3 separate regions of the Macaca mulatta genome follow, and regions 1 and 2 are each linked to region 3. Evidence: chromatin contacts called from public Hi-C data. All regions are on one chromosome and are shown on one strand. Each heading gives the region's core, a stretch centred on a gene start, on an enhancer-like site or on the middle of the called end of the contact. The rest is flanking DNA. Distances are from core to core; before and after follow the strand shown.

What was found. Hi-C and Micro-C count contacts between places; a contact is called where the count stands out from the background.
Region 1: a contact with region 3 is called in a Hi-C map of fetal cortical plate, with 2.6 times the contacts expected there. The contact joins the promoter of ING2 here to the promoter of RWDD4 in region 3. A contact is called at or near these places in 4 of 14 Hi-C or Micro-C datasets (CD4 T cells, fetal cortex germinal zone, fetal cortical plate and 1 more).
Region 2: a contact with region 3 is called in a Hi-C map of fetal cortex germinal zone, with 3 times the contacts expected there. The contact joins the enhancer-like site here to the promoter of RWDD4 in region 3. A contact is called at or near these places in 6 of 14 Hi-C or Micro-C datasets (CD4 T cells, blood, cortical neurons and 3 more).

Annotation. Positions count from the first base shown.
Region 1 is chr5:191,949,730-191,952,572 of T2T-MMU8v2.0, forward strand. ING2 (inhibitor of growth family member 2) reads left to right here and starts at 1,579. Exons shown (of 2, transcript NM_001193975.2): 1 at 1,579-1,952. The coding sequence starts at 1,781.
Region 2 is chr5:191,918,819-191,921,777 of T2T-MMU8v2.0, forward strand. No RefSeq gene overlaps it. Among named protein-coding and RNA genes, the nearest start is that of CDKN2AIP, 29 kb to the left of the region's middle. Within about 2 kb of position 1,358, at least 3 of the 40 cell types and tissues checked have an H3K27ac peak or open chromatin away from gene starts, as enhancers often do. A contact at or near this core is called in CD4 T cells and fetal cortex germinal zone, where this site is marked.
Region 3 is chr5:192,098,136-192,101,002 of T2T-MMU8v2.0, forward strand. RWDD4 (RWD domain containing 4) reads right to left here and starts at 1,581. Exons shown (of 8, transcript NM_001257574.1): 1 at 1,362-1,581. The coding sequence starts at 1,385. TRAPPC11 (trafficking protein particle complex subunit 11) reads left to right here and starts at 1,723. Exons shown (of 31, transcript XR_013417390.1): 1 at 1,723-1,877.

The DNA of each region.
Region 1 (2,843 bases), core at 329-2,828, 150 kb before region 3:
CCTTTGAAATAGCTGACGTCCTACGACGTCAAATTGCCTGGAGTGCTTCATTTTGGTTTGAAATTTAAAATTTCCTCTAGATAAAGATCTAGATTTCTCTTTGCAAGTCAAAAGCTAGTTACTATTAACAGCTGTTTCAAAAGTGCTCTAAATAGGTCACCATTCAGGTGTACCAACGCTGCAAACTGGATCTAAGAAGATCCAAATTTGTCACCACTCACATTTTCTTTTTAACTCAAAGGTAGTACTCACAATAGGGCTTGTTTACATAGGCATTCCATTAAAATTCTCCATGCATTCATTCTATTTGCACCCATTTCTTTCAAAAAAGTCCATATGAAATTAAAATCAGTTCCTCTGCTTGGCATCTCGTTTACACTACACCGAAATTAAACCCCACTAGGAGATCACGTAGATTACGGGGCCAAGGGCCCGCCCGCTGACTAGGTTTTTACTCGCGTCTGCATGCCCCAGGTCCCCTCCGATTGTAGTCCTGGGGCAGGACCAAGCAAAAAGTCCCGTAAAGCTGGCGTGTGCCCCACTCCGCCAGGAAGCCCCGCCGACGTCCTGTGTTTAAATGTTCTGACACACCCCAAACGCAGTTGTTTTTAAAGGCTGTCTGTGGGACCTATGCGTTGGCAGGCAGATGCCGTCCCGCATCCCTTCCCCCTAAATGACATAGAAGATTCCAGCGCAGGGGAAGGGCCACGAAACCCGCAGGGCACACGACGCCGGGGGCCGGAGGAAGCACCGCCTACCTCCCCGATCAGCCCCGCGGTGCCGGACGAGCCCGAGGGCCCGGCAGGAGGCGGGCGGCAGCCCCAGGCGAGCTCGGAGGCGGCGGGAACGCCTTGCCGCGCATGCCGGGAGACGCCCGCCGCCTGCCGCCTGCCGCCCGCTGCCCGCCGGGACGCGCAGTCCTGCAGGCCTCGCTCCGGGTCGTCCGAAAAAAAGGAACCGCCTGCTGCTCCTTTGCAGGGGCGCGAGGAGCCGCACTCGGACCGCCGGATGGGTAAAAAGCCGGTGTGGCCGGGCGGAGCTGCCCCTCCCCGCGGGGAGGGCGGCCGGAAGGACCGAGCCGCCTCCCCTGCCGGGTCCCATTCAGACGCGGGGCGCAGAGACTGGCTCCCCAGGCTTCCCCTTTAAGGGGGGCGGGGCGAGGCCTGCCGTTTGGCCGCCCCCGACACCCTCCCCCCCTAGCCCGGAGCCGGCAGACCAATCGCCCGGGCGGCAAAGCGAAGGCGGGAGAATGCGAACCCTCCGGTAGGCGGTAGGGGCGGGCCCCGGCCTTATTGGGATCGAGCGCTGCGCAGGCGCAGAGGCGGCCGCGGGCGGAGGGGCGGGGGCAGGCCAGCGGGAGGCTCCCCGTCAGGCACGGAGGGTGACTGGGGACAGGCAGGCGGCGACGGGCTTGTCATGGGGATCCGGGCTGCGAGACGGCACTGGTAGCATCTGGGGACTCCGAGGGGGACAGGAAGTGTCAGCGTCCGGGACCCCGGCGCCGGCCCCGCCGAGGGGATCCCCACTGCTCCGGTCCTGGAGCGGGAGGGGAGAAAGGAGGGAGCCCCAGTTTCGCCCCGCCCCTGGGCTGGTGCTGCGGGGGCGGGGAGTGAGGGCTGCTCTGGGGGGAGTGGAGATCGGGGAGCGCGGCCGTGCCCTCTCGAGCGGCTGCGGGGTCCCCGCGGCGCCGGGCTGCTGAGCTGAGGGACCGCGGCGGCCGCGGCCGGTGCATGTGCGGCTGCTGGATGCGGAGGCGGCGGCGACGGCGCGCATCGGCAGGATGTTAGGGCAGCAGCAGCAGCAACTGTACTCGTCGGCCGCGCTCCTGACCGGGGAGCGGAGCCGGCTGCTCACCTGCTACGTGCAGGACTACCTTGAGTGCGTGGAGTCGCTGCCCCACGACATGCAGAGGAACGTGTCTGTGCTGCGAGAGCTGGACAACAAATATCAAGGTAGGGGCCGCGGGGCTGCCGGCCTCGGGAGCCGGTGGCAGGGAGCCTGCCGGGGCAGTGCCACCTTCCCTTTCTCCCGTGACAGTCTCCCCGAGCCCACCGAGGGTCTGCCGAGCGGGACGGGGAGGACTGGAGACTGGGTTCGCGGCCCTCCTTGCCCCGCGGTGGGCGAGTACTTCTCTGGGGTCCCCGGAGTGGGGGTGGGGGCTGTTCGTCAGCCCCCGCTGCAGACCCAGCGGCTGCAGCTGCCGCGGAGGGGAATCAGCCATTTTAAGCAGCAAGCATTTGTTCAGGCGCTCGCCTGCCCCGTGCCGCAGACCCTGCCGCCCCGGCCCAGGACTGCAGCCGGGCAAGGGCCAGAGGGAGTGAGCGGCCGGGCTCCCGCTGGTCTGCGGGGCGCACTTCCCCACCTCACTCGCCCCCACCCCGGAGTGCGGGTGCTTTGGAACGTGCGGGAGGGAGGGGGCGAGAGGCCGCGGAGGCAGATTGAGGGGGCCTTCCTCCGCGCTCCTACCCCGGCCGGGAGGAGAGCAGTCCGTTCCGCTCTCTGCCCCGGGAAAGTTCTCGGCCGCCCCGAGCCGCAGCCCTAGCCCAGCTCTTTCGGCAAAATGGTTAAGAGGGGAGGGGTCCCCCGCGAGAGAGGAAGAGAGGGGCGTGTGTGGCGGGGAGGGCCCCCGCGCCGGGGGCGGGGCCTGCGGGTGTGACGTGGGAGTGGGCGGGGCGCGGCGCGCGTTCCCGCGGGCCTGGAAAATGGCTGGTTGCGAGAGGGGCGGCGGCGAGCCGGCTGCTGGGGAGGGAGTCGAGGCTGTGCGAGGGCGTTGGTTCGGCCCCAGCGGAGTCCGAGTCGGGGTTTGCAGCATGTTTTGCGGTGATGTTTCCAATCTCTTTCCC
Region 2 (2,959 bases), core at 108-2,607, 180 kb before region 3:
ACAAAAAAAAAAAATTAGCTAGGCATGGTGGTGGGCGCCTGTAGCCCCATCTACTCGGGAGGCTGAGGCGGGAGAATCTTGTGAACCTGGGAGGCAGAGCTTGCAGTGAGCCAAGATTGCATCACTGCACTCTAGCCTGGGTGACAGAGCGAGACTCTGTCTCAAAAAAAAAAAGAAAAGAAAGAAAGAAAAGAAAAGAAAATGTTTTTCAAAGTAATATAAAATTGTGTTTTAGAATTGATTTTTATTAATATTGCTTTGATTTATGGTTTTAGTAACCTTACTATTCAACATTGCCAATAACAGTAATTTAAGTCTATTTACAACCTTAATTTAATTCCATCTACTGAGACCACCCTTAAAAAATTAAATCCCGGCCGGGCGCAGTGGCTCACGCCTGCAATCCCAGCACTTTGGGAGGCCGAGGTGGGCGGATCACGAGGTTGGGAGTTCTAAACTAGCCTGACCAACATGGTGAAACCCTGTCTGTGCTAAAAATACAAAATTAGCTCGGCATGGTGGCAGGTGCCTGTAATCCCAGCTACTCCGGAGGCTGAGGCAGGAGAATTGCTTGAACCCAGGAGGCGGAGGTTGCGGTGAGCCGATATCGCGCCACTGCACTCCAGCCTGAGAAACAAGAGCGAAACTCCGTCTCAAAATAAAATAAAATATTAAATCCCAATTTTGGCTTAAGCCAGTTACTTATTTTTTTTATTTTTTTATTTTTTTTGAGACGGAGTCTCGCTCTGTCGCCCAGGCTGGAGTGCAGTGGCCGGATCTCAGCTCACTGCAAGCTCCGCCTTCCGGGTTCCCGCCATTCTCCTGGCTCAGCCTCCCGAGTAGCTGGGACTACAGGCGCCGCCACCACGCCCGGCTAGTTTTTTGTATTGTTAGTAGCGACGGGGTTTCACCGTGTTAGCCAGGATGGTCTCGATCTCCTGACCTCGTGATCCGCCGGTCTCGGCCTCCCAAAGTGCTGGGATTACAGGCTTGAGCCACCGCGCCCGGCCGCCAGTTACTTATTTTGTTTTAAAATTTTATGGAAAAGAAAGATTCATCTCAAGAAGGGAAAGCTAAATATAGTGGTTTTGTAAAAAGGAAGTTTGGCTAAAAAGGAATTGTTTGTTTTAAATGGAAGGAGGAGGAACTATTCTCGCACATGTCCATGTAACCCTTTTATTCGTAGGCATTTTTATTAAGACTTTCAGACCCACTTGGATAAAGTTTTTAAAAATCAAATATGACATTTAAAAGAAAGAAAAACGTATTTCTCTTATCTATACCACTAATACCCTTTAACATCCTTAATATCCTTTGTGAGGAAGGGGAACTGCAGTCACACAGAGCCGTGGTTCCCAGCCCACAGCATTACCAAGGAGGGTTTAGGCTCCCAGTGAAGGGATCCTTTAGCCACCAGGGGGCAGCACCAGGGCACTTATTTCTCAGGGAATAAACAAAAAGAAGGAAAAAGTTACCTTATTCCACAAATACGTATTGGATATCGTATGTGCCAAACACCTGAGGAATTTACATTTACGGGGGCAATGGAATGGTGATGACGGGTATCAAAAGCAAAGTTGCCTACCTCCAATTTTACGAATACCTCATTAGCATTACCTCTCTTCCAAACACCCATGTTGGCCTTTCAACAAATATATTTTTCACTTCTTTCTCACTTCTAGGCCCTCCTCCTTTTAAGAATCCCACTTTGGGATGGATAATAGTTCAGGTGAGGCTCTGATCATTTCCTAAGTGGAACAAAAAATTGTCACTACTGGTCACTCCTTTCTCAAAATTATAGACACTATGTCAGACTTTTTTCCTACCAGTGTCATTATGTAAATTTCATTTTTCCTTCTTTTTTTTTTTTTTCTCTTGGCCTGAAAAGCCTAAATTATTTATCATCTGGTCCTTTACAGAAAAAGTTTGTCAACCCCTTGATCTGCCCCACCATCTTCTCTTCTTTGCACAACAAAAGATTCCAGGCCGTGTGTCTGCTTCTTGAACCTCCTGGCCTCTTTTCTCATCCTCAGTCTTTGCCTTCCTCAGGACTTTCATACTTGCTGCATCCTCTATCTGGAATGCCTTTAGAGGCTCATTCCCATCCCTTAAATCTCATCTCCAACACCACTACCTAGAGTAAATATTCCCCTCTCTAGTTACTATGTCACGAAATCACCCTCTTTATTTCCTTCATAATTATCTCACTTACTGTCTATTTCCTTCAGCAGAATGGAAGCTCCATGAGCTCAGGCACCTCACTGTCTTTTTCAACAGTGACTAGCACATAACAGGTGCTCAATATTTTTTGTTTAAATTGTGGTAAAACATACATAACAAAAGTTACCATTTTAAGTATATAACTCAGCCGTGTTATGTACATTCAAATTGTTGTGCAACCATCACCACCATCCATCTCCAGAACTTTTTATCTTCCCAAGCTAAGGCTCTCGGCCCATTAAACAATAACTTCCAATTGCATCCTTCCCTATCCGCCCTGGTGACCATCATTCTGCACTCTATGAATTTGGCTACTTCATGTCCCTCAAATAACTGGAATCATACAATAGGTGTCCTTTTGTGGCTGGCTTATTTTCCTTAGCATAATATCTTCAAGGTTTATCCATGTTATAGCATGTAGCAGACTTTCCTTCCTCTTTTTTTTTTTTTTTTTTTTTTTTTTTGAGACAGATTCTGGCTCTGTCGCCCAGGCTGGAGTGCAGTGGCACGATCTTGGCTCACTGCAACCTCTGCCTCCAGGGTTTAAGCGATTCTCCTGCCTGAGCCTCCCGAGTAGCTGGGATTATAGGTGCCCGCCACCACGCCCACCTAATTTTTGTATTTTTAGTAGACGTGGGGTTTCACCATGTTGGCCAGGCTGGTCTTGAATACCTGACCTCAGGTGATCCGCCCGCCTCAGCCTCCCAAAGTGCCTTCCTCTTTAAGACTGATTAATATT
Region 3 (2,867 bases), core at 331-2,830:
AGTTGAAGATGAAAGACAAATTGCTTTGTAAAAAGCACTTAAAAGATTTTAGTTGACAGTAAATTTAACTAGACAAAACAGCATGATGCCACAATTTTGAAACAGGACATTTAAAAAATTAAAATCTGTCCACAGACATGTGATTCCAGGAGAGTGAAGAAATTAACAAAGAATGGATATATGAAGACAAGCTAAAAGGAACCACTTCATCTGAGAAGAGGTCTGAGAAACTGGGCAGGAAACTATCTTCAAAGATCAGAACATCGATCATCTGAAAGAAGAATGAAATTTTCCTGTCAAACTGGAGATTCCTGGGCCCACCACAGAAATTCTGATTCAGTAGGTCTGGGGTGGAGTGCAGGCATCTTGTTTTCTAGCAACGATCTAAATGGTTCTAAGGTAGGGAACTCTGGTCAAACTCTGAGAAATATTACACTGTATGTTCTTTGCTTTGCAGGGAGACAAAGCTATTAATGCATTCACTTAGAAATTTACCTGGCAAGAATATTTTAGAAGAGATTCAGATATCAGCTAGCTAGCTTGTTGAACTTTGGGTTCTTTAAAGGTTACCTTCCAATCCAGAGATTCTATTACATTTATCATGTAAAAGTAGTAAGTTTCAAGCATTATACTTTAAATTAACAGTGAACTTATCTACCACCCAGTAAAACCTGGTTTCTAGTCCCGATTCTACCACATACTTACCGTGCAGCCCTGCGGCTATCATCTACCTACCTATCAAAGTTAGAAGGTTCCCCTACAGATGGCCTGTGGCACCCACCCCCAACTCTAATATTGCATGATTCAATGTCAAAATGGCATCTCACCAGGAAATATCTGAGCATAAACTGTAAGTTCAGGTGGTACATGAATGCTCAAAACACAAGGGTAAAAGATTTCCCCAAACAATATGGACAGAAGCACCATTAACGTCATTTTCTTCCATGAGAAATGTAACTAACTTAATTAGCCCTCTACTAGCCAAGAGATTTAAAAAGGTGACCAGACTAAAATTTAAAGGTGATCAGCCTAACTCAGTAAACAGGCACTGAACACATGGGATTCAAGGAGAGCCAAGAGCACTGGATCGTGCACCAAGGACGCTCATCCCTGTTATCAAGGAAACTAGGGGAGACTCTAGGATTTGCAAACATGAAAAATGAGGGGGGAAGAGAGGCAGAGGCGGACTCCTGCCCATTCACGCGCGCTTGGGTGGGACCCCGGTGAACTCGGGGCACCCCGGCCGGCTCCGAGGGCGCAGGGCACGTGCCGGGCAGCCCGTCCGGGCACCAGGTCTCACCGGTCCCCGGGGCTGCGCGCCGCGCCCGCGCTGGGAGAGGGCCCTGAGCCGGGTGGCTCACCTCCTGGTCCTCGTTGGCACTCATCGCGCCGGTCGCGGGGCGCCTCCTGAGCGGACGGCTTTCCCAACAACGAAGAGACAGCGGGGGCAGCGGCCCACAGGCCGGGCGTCCCCCTTTGGCGCCTCGGTTGTGGCGGCGGCAGTCTTCGCACTGGCAGACGCCAATCGCGTGCGCCCCGGGCCTCGGCAGCGCCCAGCCGCCGGCAGTGGGCTGTGGGCTCGGGGCAGGAGCCGCGGCTGGTGGGGCCTGGAAGTGCAGCGTCTTCCTGACGCTCGGAGGAGCGGCGTAAAGTTCCGGGACAGCGATTGGTGTAGAGCGCTGTCACTCAGGCCCAGAAAGTGCTTCCTGTGCTGGGGGAGGTGGGTACAGGGAAGTCTCGCCTGTTGGAGCTGGCTGTGGGGCTGCAGCGGTGGGGACGGGCCCCGGCGTTCTGTGACATCCCCCCGCCTCCCCTCGTCTTGTCCCGGCTGGCGGCGACAGGCCTTAGCTGCAGCGGGCCCGGGGCGTGGGGCCTGGGTGAGTCCGGGCCGGGAGACCCGCGGGGCCAGGCGGGATCGCCGAGGAAGAGAGCTAGCTCTTAACAATGCTGGTTTGGGGGCCTGCGTTTTGCAATCCCGTCGACGAGTGCAATCCTGGCACTTCTCTTTTAGACCCAAGGAAAGACGCACCCATTTCTGGGGCCTCCCAGGTTTAAGACAGGGGAATAAGAGGAGGAAGATATCTGCCTTTAGGGACTGCAATGTTATTCCTCTGCCTTTCCTCACCGGAGCTACCAGAGCAGATACTGCGACCAGGGGGGCGGTGTTTCTCCTAGGTTGGGTTGTTTTTTTCTCATCTTTAACATCGAAATATCATTTCGTCCCCACACTGTCGTTCCTCCTTTGTTCGTTTTGTAGTTGAACATCTCTCAATCCCATTCTCAGGAGCCTTGTGTCCTACACCCTGAACTTCCAGTTAGTTAAAAGGAAAAAAAAGCAACCACATTAGGTTTTAGGGTTTTTTTAGTTCCCAGTTTGATTGGGCCACTTTTCTTACCTCTCACGCTAGTTTCCAGTTTACTTCCCTTGCATTACTGGATCTCCCATTCATTATTCACCTTCTATAGTTGCGCTTCCTTTCATGTATAGTTTCGTTGGTTGCTCCACTGGCTTCTTCCAGGATAGCTGAAAATTTCTCCTTCCAGCCTGTCATTGAGATCCTTTCAATCTGCGCCTGTGCGTATCGGTGTTCTCATTCAAATTCCTTTGCTGCAAAATAAGCACGACCATTTCAAGTGCCATGGGAGAACGTGGCAATAATTTCTGTTACAATTTTCATGCCGTGATTTTGGAACAGATTTCCCATAATTTAGATCTCTGCTGTCCAGTTCTGTAGCCGGTAGCTACATCAGGCATTTGAAATAGGCTAGTCTGAATTGAGTTGTGCCGTGAGTGTAAAATACACACCAGATTTTGAAGATTCAGTGCAAAAAAAGGTAAAATATGTCATTAACTTCTATATTAGTGT